Regions from separate parts of the Bos taurus genome. Here region 1 is linked to region 2. A link is a contact called in public Hi-C data. All regions are on one chromosome and are shown on one strand. Each heading gives the region's core, a stretch centred on a gene start, on an enhancer-like site or on the middle of the called end of the contact. The rest is flanking DNA. Distances are from core to core; before and after follow the strand shown. Region 1 has its middle 100 kb from the start of USP12. Region 2 has its middle 8.9 kb from the start of TRNAC-GCA.

Evidence for each region. A called contact is a pair of places that touch in the nucleus more often than the background predicts.
Region 1: a contact with region 2 is called in a Hi-C map of liver, with 2.4 times the contacts expected there. The contact joins two enhancer-like sites. A contact is called at or near these places in 2 of 11 Hi-C or Micro-C datasets (liver and skeletal muscle).

What each region holds. Positions count from the first base shown.
Region 1 is chr12:32,755,990-32,761,217 of ARS-UCD2.0, forward strand. No RefSeq gene overlaps it. Among named protein-coding and RNA genes, the nearest start is that of USP12, 100 kb to the left of the region's middle. Within about 2 kb of position 1,597, at least 12 of the 102 cell types and tissues checked have an H3K27ac peak or open chromatin away from gene starts, as enhancers often do. A contact at or near this core is called in liver, where this site is marked.
Region 2 is chr12:32,164,071-32,169,340 of ARS-UCD2.0, forward strand. No RefSeq gene overlaps it. Among named protein-coding and RNA genes, the nearest start is that of TRNAC-GCA, 8.9 kb to the left of the region's middle. Within about 2 kb of position 3,656, at least 3 of the 102 cell types and tissues checked have an H3K27ac peak or open chromatin away from gene starts, as enhancers often do. A contact at or near this core is called in liver, where this site is marked.

The DNA of each region.
Region 1 (5,228 bases), core at 347-2,846, 590 kb after region 2:
ACCCTGACTGGAGAGATGAGGTGGGGTCTTGGTACAAGCTAGCTGATGAATTAGATCGCAGATAAAAGGCTCTGAGCACATAGCTCAGCGGGTGGCCTCCTGAGGTTAGAGGATCCCAGAGCTGGCTGCCCGCTCACCAGGACAGGATGTCAATATTTGATGACATCCGGGGACCGCCTGGAGTGCCAGGTGACGGGTGTGCCGGCAGGAATCAGGATCAGCTTTTTCAAGGAACAGTACACCGCTCCTGTTCTGCAAGGAGAGCTTGGAAAGTGTTCCAAGAGTCCCCTAGCTTCTGTCCTTGGCAAGAAAGGTGCTTCTGATCCTTGCTGTCAGTTCAGAGGGGCCGGTGGAGTGGAAGGTAAAAGAATTACAGACTGAAATGTCTCTGAGCTGGGACTCCGTGGGTGGATGAGGACCCCAGCAGAAGGTTCGATAGAAGGTGTTGGAGCCAGAGCTGGGATGGTGGCTCATGGCGCCGTCTTCGTCCTGACAATGCCCTCCAGCGAGTATTCACATCTGTTTGCAAATTGGGAGACCCCATTCATCTTCTGCTGACATTGTGCTTTCCTAGAACACTGAGGCTTTGTACGCCCTTCATCTTAAATAATTAATTTATTTGACTGCACCGGGTCTCGGTTGCAGCATGAGAACTCTTGGGCTTCCCAGTGGTGCTAGTGGTAAAGAACTTGCCTGCCAGTGCAGGAGAAAAAAAGAGATGCAGGTTTGATCCAATGGCTCAGGAAGATCCTTGGAGAAGGGCATGGCAACCCACTCCAGTATTCTTGCCTGAAGAATCCCATGGACAGAGGAGAATCCCTGCCAGAGGAGCCTGGCAGGTTACAGTCCATGGGGTCACAAAGAGTTGGACACGACTGAAGTGACTTAGCACTCACACTTGAGAATTCTTAGTTGTGGCATGTGGGATCTAGTTTCCTGACCAGGGATGGAACCCAGGCCCCCTGCACTGGGGGCAAGGAGTCTTAGCTGCTACACCACCAGAGAAGTCTCTTAGAGTCCTTTTTATTGTTATTTCTTCTCTGTTGGCCTTGCCTCCCCAGTGAAAGGATTCTCCTGCACTCTGCAAAGCGCCATGATAGACCCAAATCAGGGTCTTAGCCATCTTCACTTGTTCTGCATTTGAGGTTGTTCAGGAATTTGGAAGAAAGTTGTTGGAGAATTTCATTGCAAGATGCCAAAGTGCTTTTCAAAAAAAAAAAAAAAGCTGAAAGTCCTGCTGAAAATCCTTTCTGAGTTTCACTCCTCTTGGAGAGAGGCCCTCCAAGGCTCAGGACTGGCAAGCCATAAAGATAAGAAGCCACGAAGCCTTCTCATCTTGGAAGGGCTTATCTGTATTGGGTCCGGGGAAAAGCCGCCTCCTAGAGGACGCCCCCCATTGGCGTCCTCACTGTGGACTTTACCAGGGCCATGTCCCCAGGCTCCTGACGTCAGGCCCCTGTACCTGTGGGCAGGGCCACGTTGGGTCATTGAAGTGAGCACACCCTGGAGAGGCAGGAAGCGTTAGCTGGAGTCAGAGTCGGGCGCCAGCAGGGCCCCTCCCCAGGGCCCTCTGCACTTGAGATAGCTCAGGGAAACTTTCTCATTATCAGTGTGACCTCCAGGGCCCTGAGCTGCCCGTTAATCATTACCTGGGCAGGGCTGTATCCTGGGCTCTCGGGCCTGTTTTTGCATCCAGCTGGGTTTATTACTGGCCAAGGGGCCTTGGTGGGTGTTTGGATTGCATACTGATGGGTGGCCACTTGGCTCCAACTCACCCTTGCTGGATGTAGGACACAGGCCTCTCCTGGGAAACTTGGGTCATCTGGGTGGCTGGTACCCCGTCCCTTGAGCTACTGGAGGCCCTGAGCACCCAACATCTCCTAGGGGAGAAAACCCAAGACGGAACTGGGGCACAGGAAGGCCAGGCCAAGAGGTGAAACCTCCGAGTTGGATGGTGAAGAGGCCAGGATGAGTCACAGCCGTGCCCCTGGGGGGCCTCTGCTCAGGCTCTAAACAGCTGGGCCAGATCAGGCTTCCTGTTCTGAAACCCTGTCTCCTTCTTGAAACCCACCTCCTCCTGTTTGTCCTCAGAGTTGCTGAGACCTGCCGGAGATGGTCGATGCACCTGTTGCGAAAGCGAGTTGACTTTCCCAGTAGCATCTCCCGGCTTCCTGATGACCATAACCCAGTTCTCGGCAATCAAAGAAAGTTGGCAAGGGTGGGGATGGGGCCCAGGGCCACCTGCCCAGATGGCCTCCCTTGAACGAGTCAGGTTTTACAGGAACACCTGGCCCTGACCCAGTCACTCGGTACAAAATCCCCGTGCCTCCCCAGCCCCAACTCACCCGTGTGCAGTGCTGTTCACACGATGCTGCCCGCCTCTGCCCCCACTGTCTGCTTTCCCACTGCCTCCCCTAACCGGCCGCCTCCTAGACCTTGCCCTTGAGCCAGCGGCCTTCTCTAGACTGCCCATCTTATTTAAGGCCTGAAACTCCTTCCCCTCCTCCAGGTGGGGTCTGCCCAGGGCCAGGTCTGAACCGCAGTCCACGCTCCATTTTTCCCTGAAGTTGGTGCCCAGGCTGCACTGGGCTGGGCAGGGCTACCCTTTCCTTTGGGTCACTCCAGGGAACTCCTGGGCCTGCTGCAAGTACAGGGATGTCACCGGGGTGACGCTGGGGCCCCTTCTGTGTTGCTGGGAAATCTGGCTCTGCTTGGGGTTGGTGTCTGTGCAGAACAAGAGGGGACTCTTGGTTCAGACGCGCGTCCACCTGTGTGCATCACGTGAGCCCCTCCACCCGAGGGTGGTGAGGGGGAGGCTGCACTCACGGCCCCTCCCTCTCTGTAATCCAGGCAGTGGGGGTGGCCATGGGAGCAGCTTCCTCCTGGGGAGGGGGCTTAAACAAAGGCTAGATCTGAAGCCCCTCCCCCTTGCACCCCCAGGGCATTTGTGGGCGGCCCTTTGGTTTTGCGCAGGGCACAGGTGCTGTTGCCAGGCAGGCACCCAGGCTAGTGAGTGGCCTGCATCTAACACTGCCTCCTTTATGCTCCCTTCCTCCTGGCCCTCATTCCTGAGTTTGCGTGATGGGAGAATACGTCACTACAGACGAAGCCTTCTTCCTCTCTTTTATGTCACATGCTCAGTTGATCAGTTGTGTCTGACTCTTTGCAACCCCATGGACAGTAGCCCATCAGACTCCTCTGTCCATGGGATTCTCCGGGCAAAATACTTGAGTGGGTTGCCATGCCCTCCTCCAGGGGAACTTCCCAACCCAGGGATCGAACTGGAGTCTCCTGCACTAGCAGGCGGATTCTTTACCACTGAGCCACCAGGGAAGTCCCATTTTTATGACACAGTTGACAGCATTAGTTTCCTTCATGATTTCTTTTATTACCCTCAGTTTTTATTAATCCCGTGGCTGCAGGTGATAACAATCTCATAAAATAATCACTGGGTGAAGCTCTGCTGGGAGGCCCATTCTGATGAGTTTGAGAGTGTCTCTTTGCCCCCAGGATATTGAGATATTGAGATTTGCAACCCCATGGACTGTAGCCCACCAGGCTCCTCTGTTCATGTAATTCTCCAGGCAAGAATACTGGAGTGGGTAGCCATTCCCTTCTCCAGGGGATCTTCCCAACCCAGGGATTGAACCCAGGTCTCCTGTATTGCAGGTGGATTCTTTACCATCTGAGACACCACTTCACTTCACTTTGTCCCCCAGAGTGAGGGGGTGCTGGGCACAAGGGCAGGGCTCCTCAGCGTGTCCGCATCACCTCCAGGATTTATGACAATGGGTCCTCTCCTGTGACAGGCTCACCTGGGGCTTGGAGCAGAGACAGCTTCTCTAGAGCCTTGAATCTCACAGTCGAGGGCTTGGATGCAGATACAACTGACAGGGAGGGACAGAGGAGGTGCTGCCCCCAACGTGCTCTGTGTCCTGGGTTCAGGCCAGGTAGGGGTCAGAGCTGAGGCCTGTTTGACTAATGGACCCCAAGCAGGGGAGACAGAGCCTCTGCACGAAGTCAACTGTCCTACCTGGGAAGCCCCAGATTCCCTTCAAAGTGAAAGTGCCAGCTGCTCAGCCGTGTCTGACCCTTTTCGACCCCACAGAATGTCGCCCACCAGGAGTGATGGGATAGGGTGGGTTTCAGCTTGCCTTCAGAACCCAGCTCATCCCGTCCCTGTCCTTTTGTGTTTTCAGAATGGTCCTTTCTTTAGCATCCCTCCCGCCCACACCAGCCTCGCTACCCTGTACAGCCTGGTCCTTTCTGCCCCCAGGGACTGGGGTCCTGATCCCAGCTCAGTAGCCCCAAGGCCCGCATCCTCCTCCTCCGGTCAGTCCTGCCCAGCACCAGCACTCTTCACTCACACTCATTCTGCTACGTTTATGACCCACTTGCCGGAAGCTGCGAGTGTTTGAAGACTCATTGGTCTGCACTTTAGTAGCATGTTATATCTCTCTCCTGGCCTTTATACCCACTTTTATTAAAAATCAATGCTCTGCAAACATACTCAACTCAACTTTTCGTGCTCAACACTTGCTTATTTAACTCAGAGAGCAAAAGGACAAACGGATTCCCTGGAGTCCAGCCTGGTCCCCAGCTTGATGTGTGCCCAGCAGAAGTGCACAGTGTCCACTGGGAATACACCAACGTGTGCTCTCATCACAATGGCTCGGACCATGACCAACCCTCAGGAGTACTACCAGGAGAGGGGCAAGTAGACGGGGACACGTCCCTGTGGGGTCAGGCCCCGGGTCAGGGCAGTGACCATGGGGGTGAGCCAGCACACGTGTCCGGCTGACCCAGAGGGAGACAGGCACACAGAGAACTTACATGACATTTAAGACCAGGCAAAACCTGCCTGGGGTGTTTGAAGTCAGGATGGTGGTTACCGGGGGAGGGAAGCGCCTGGAAGGGGTCTGGGGGCTCCCAGGGCCGATCATGCTCTGTGCTGTGATTTGGGTGCAGGGCCCACAGGCAAACGCCCTGGGTAGGGAATTCGTTGAGCTGCATTCTTGCAATTTGTGTGCTTTTCTGTTATTAATATACTTCAGGAAAAGGGCTTCTGGAAAAATCCTGCCCCCCCGACATCAAATTCACTCTGGATTTGGTGCTTTTTAGGAATTTGTCATTTTAACCAATTACTGTAGTCTCAATGGCCCATTTCTTCAGCTCTTACCAAGGACTGCTCTGTGGCATGGTCAGGACCACTGGTCCTTGCCTGCGTT
Region 2 (5,270 bases), core at 2,406-4,905:
GACCCTGAGGGGGTTGGCAGCAGGTGGGTACAAAGAGCCAGGGTCCTAGAGTGGAACCCCCAATCCTAGACCAAGACCTGGACCCTTTTGGGCAAAAACCATCTTGGTAAGATTTCCCTTGGACCCTAGGCCATCTTCCCAAGTAGTGGGGGCCTGTTGGCCTCCTACAATGCTGACAGCTGGACTGAAATGCAGGCACTTGAACCTGGGCCCTGTGCTGTGTTGGGAATGTACGTACATGGGAGGCTAGCTCTGAGCAGTGTGCTTTTAAGGATTCAGCCCCTGGATGTCTGGTCGACCCCACTGTGGTTAAGCTGCCAGGCCCCTGTGTTCCTGACTTGGCCTGATAACAGTGGTCAGCCCACAGCAACCTAGCCCTTCACCATGTAGGGGAGGGTCTGAGCATCTCTGTGGGGTGGCAGAGATGACCGGTGGGTCAACCCAGGCCGATGCTGCTGCTCACGCAGGCAGGACTTCCCCTTCTCTGACCTGCCCGGGGAAGACCCATGTCTGACTGGCCCTTCTCTGTGGCCAGGTTGGGGAGCCCTGGAAGGGAGGGACAGTCACTCCTCACTCCTCACTCCCCTTTTTGGCTTGGATTCTGGTTCTGCTCATGGGAGGACAGGTGGTAGCCCTGGAACCTGCAGTCCCTGTGTAAATCCATTCCTCTGCTCTGGGTTGCTGGGACCCTTCGGAGCTGCCAGAGGAGCAGCATCTCCTTGACCTCATTTCCTGCTGTCCTCTCTGCATGCTGTCATCTCCACTCTGTCTGATTCCGCACCTGAGGCTCTTGGGAACCCTGGTGGTTGAGGAGGCTTCCTGGGCACCTTGCTGTGCTTAGTTGCTCAGTCGTTTTTGACTCTTTGTGACCCCGTGGACTGCAGCCCTCTCTTCATGGGGATTCTCCAGGCAAGAATATTGTAGTGGGTTGCCATGTGCCCTCCTCCAGGGGATCTTCCCGACCCGAGAATTGAACCCGGGTCTTCCGCATTGCAGGAGGATTCTTTACTGTCTGAAGCCTTCCCTGGCACCTTTCCTGGGCCCAACTCAGCCTGGGTTCAGGGGAGCTGCAGGAGGTGGGGTGAAGCCCAGAGCTCCCCACAGTGCATCCTGCCTACGTGATCAGCAGCCAGCAAGGGACCAGAATGCAGTCTGGGTGAGGAAAGGTCACGTTGAGGCAGAGGAGGGTGTGGGGACGGACGGAGCAGATGAAAGGAGGGCGTGGGTTGAGAGAGGTCCAGGGTCCGTCCCAAGGAGTAACTTGAAAGCAGCGCAGGACTCGATTGGAGAGAAGAGAAGGGGAGAAAAACCACCGCTGCTGTCTCTGCCCATGCAGAAACCTGAGCTTGACGTGGGCGAGACCAGCCTGGAGACGGGAACTTGCCGTTCCTCTCAGCTGCGCCAACGGCACACCACCTCCCAGAAGCGGCTTCCTGTACTTGCCTTTTTGTCTGACAGGTGCCTGATTGTGCCTTTTTCTTGAAAGTAGAATCTGGGTCAGTAGCCTCAAGCATGCAATGCGGAACTTAGCCTGTGTGAATGCGGAAGAGATGTGGACCCCACAGAACGTGATTCAAGGGACCGGAAAAACCCAGATGGCCTAGAGGCAGGCCTGACCTGAAATGCGGCCACCCTGGTGTGTTCCATGGGGTTAGGAGCCGTCCGATCCCTCCTGTGCTCTGTGTCAGCGACCCCTGGGACGGATGACGGCTGCAGGTGACAGGGACTGTCTAACCTCCCTGAAGGCAGGGCCCGGCATTGGGGGCCAACCCCCCGGGGAGAGTGGATGAGGGAGGGGTGTGAGTGAGGGGGTGGGAAAAGCAGAGGCTGGGACCCTGTTTTTGTTGGGCAGCCCTGAGCAGCCGTGACCTGGTGCCCAAGTGGGAGTCTCAGCCCTGTACCAGGCTGCAGCCCAGATCTGCTCAATCAGAAGATTGGGAGTCGGGCCTGGCAGTCTGGCTCGAACAAGCCTTGCAGGTAACACGGACTCACGCCCAAGTCTGAAAGCCTCCAAGGGAACGACAGTTTTAAACACTTTTAAAAAACTGATTATATTATTATTCTCAGTGAGAACATTCTCAAGAGAACATTACATCTAGAGAGAAAGAAGAGACAGCTTTGAGTGAGGAATGTTTAGGAGTTCATTCACTCTTTTACATGATCGGAAAACTACAAAACTTGATCATGCGTAAAGCAAAGAAAATTTCAATAACTACAGGACAAAGACCCCCAGGAATTCATAGCAAAAAATATAGCCCCCTCAAAATCTAACAGCTTGTTAATTTTATAAATGCTTTCTACATAGCTCAGAAAGAAACACAACTTGTTTGGGAAGAGTGAAAGAAGGCTGTTTTCTTGACTGTCTTTTACTCCCTGACATTCTCTGCCCTTGAAAAAGCTGTCACAACAAAGTGGTGTTGGATTGAAGCTCCCGATTTTTGGAATGTTTTCCGGGGATCCTCGCCCCTGGCACCGTCTACTGAAGCCCTCGTCATCCTATTGTAAGAATCTCAATTTGAAAACAGACTGAATGTAATTTCTAACTCTGGCTCTGCCACTAACTGGCTGGGGGAACCCCAGCAAGGTACTTGACCTCTTTGACCCTAAGTTTCCCATCTGGTGGGGTCCACCAGACCATGGCTTCCCGAAGGTCCCTGCGCTGCGTATACACAGTAAATGCTCAGAGGTGGGTGTAATCCATTAGTCATGCAGTATCATCTCAACTTGGGACTTCCCTGGCAGTCCAGTGGTCAAGACTGCGTGCATCCTCTGCAGAGGGCATGGGTTCAATCCCTGGTCAGGGAACTATGATCCCACATGCTGCATGCTGAGGCCAGAAAATAAAACAAACTTGAAGAAGTTAGACTAGACCTCGAGGAAATCAACTTGTAATGATGGGCATGGAAGGCAGGTAAGGTAAAAGTGTGAAAGTGTTTGTCGCTCAGTCATGTCTGACTCTTTGCAACCCCATGGACTGTAACCTGCCAGGCTCCTCTGTCCATGGGACTCTCTAGGCAAGAATACTGGAGTGGGTTGCCATTTCCTTCTTCAGGGGATCTTCCCAACTCAGGGATCAAACCTGAATCTCCTGCATTGCTGGTGGATTCTTTACTGTCTGAGCCACCAGGATAACCCCAAAGTAGGAGACCAAAGAGTAATACTTGTGTATATGTTTAGGCTCTGAGACATATGTTTAGTTACTCTGATCCTGTGACCGTGACATTGTGGAAAGAACAGGGAAATATAAGAATATCTTATAAACAGGCCAATGAAGCTTTCAAGGCTGGCGAATGTCTTCTGCCCTGTCTGCCAGGGTGTGTCTCCCAGCAGAAAGAATGGTGGGCATCAGCTGGGCCAGGGGTCACTCTGCAGATTTGCTTGCTTGCTGGACGAACACACCTGGCTGGCAGGCTGACAAGCAGACCTACCCCTCGTCCCCCACAATTACCTCCCCACAGAATGATTTATGGTTGTTCAGTTTCCATTTATAAAACTGACAACGTTCCCGCTGATAAATATGATATACGTGAAATTCAGCAGCCGCAGGATAAAAGCCGCTGGCCCCATGGCGACATCTGGCCGCCTGGCGAGGGCGTCATCCAGTGCCCTTCACCCCTTGGAGTGCTGACTGCTGTTCAGTGCAATAAAGAGAGTGTAAGGTCCACGGGGACATGACAACAGCATTCAATGCAACCAGTAGGTCCCATGGCTGGGGCTGATCCCAGGCAGAAACATTTGGAGTGAGACTCGGGAAGAAATGCCCTGCAGTGGTCCTCACGCAACAGTGTGTCTTTGCAGCGTGGTGTAGGGATGGTGACCTGGGTTCAGTTCCCGGATCACAAAGATCCCCCGGAGGAGGGCATGGCTACCCGCTCCAGTATTCTTGCCTGGAGAATCCCACGGACAGAGGAGCCTGCTGGGCTCCAGTCCATGGGGTCACACAGAGTCGGACACGACTGAGTGACTAACACCCAGTGGGGATGGTGACTTTGATGGTGAAGGGCACAGACGGGTTGACTGTGGAGCGGCGGGTGTTTTCACACACAGATGGTCTGCAAGGACCTCGTGCCCACCTAGAAGAGTGGTCTCTGTGACTGCAGTTCCAGTGGGGAATCGGTGCTGCCTTTTATCTGCAGATTTCAAGGTTCTTGATGTGAGTCATTCCTCCCTGGTACCTCCTATGAGTGATAGCCTTCATTTTTCCAGATAAGGAGCCTGTGCACATGCTGGGCGCTGGCCCCATGGGTCACTGAGTGGCTGACGAGTGCTCACCTGTCCCTGGCAGGTACCCTGACTGTCCTGAATCACCATGATGGCAGTCAGAATGGGGCAGGGTGTACCAGGAGAGGAAGCCAGGACCTAGAAGAAACAAAGCACAGACTTCTCTTGGACCCCAAACTTGGTGCTGTATCTAAATCAGTCATCAAGTGTGTTAAAAATATGGCTATCTGGTCAAATTGGTTTCCCTAAGTAGATCTGGGTTAGGGTGGGGACCAGAATTCTGTATGTGAACAAATTCTGCAGGTGACCATGATGCACACCCACATTTAGCTGAAAAGGGTCAATAAGCAAGGGACCCTGGGGTGGAGGGCGCTGGGGGCTCCCACAGGACCACACACTTGGGGGTGTCTGTCTTCACAGTGGCCATCAGCCCATACAGGCCCTGCCTCCACTCAGGCTCAGGGGTGTCATAGGTGAACCCCACTACCCTCAGCACAGTGTTTCTCAGTGTTTTTAGGTTCTTGTGCACCTTTGAGAACCTTCCTGGAGTTCTGTGATGGTGCAGTAGGGATCCACCTGCCAATGCAGGGGACAGGGCACGAGTTTGATCCCTAGTCTGGAGAGATCACACATGCTGCATGGCAGCTAAGCTCGTGTGCCACAACTATTGAGCCCGCATGCTGCAACTGCTGAAGCCCGTGCTCCTAGAGCCTGAGCCCTGCAAGTAGAGAAGCCTCGCAACGAAAAAGCCTGTGCACCACAGCTAGAGAGTCGCCTCCGCTCGCCACAGCTAGAACACAGCACACAGCAACGAAGATCTAGCGCAATCAAAAAGTGAATGTATTCAACTTTTAAAAATTTTAAATAAAAGTAAAATAGATTTTAAAATTTTAAACATGAAAACTTTCCTAAAAAAACATTCAGATGCCTACACAATCAGGCTTTGATTTCAGGAGTGTCTGTAAGAGGCAGATTTAGTGTTGGGGGAGGCAGATAATATTTGAGAGCTTCACCAAAACCTAAGAGAATCTGAAAGTAAATTTAAAACA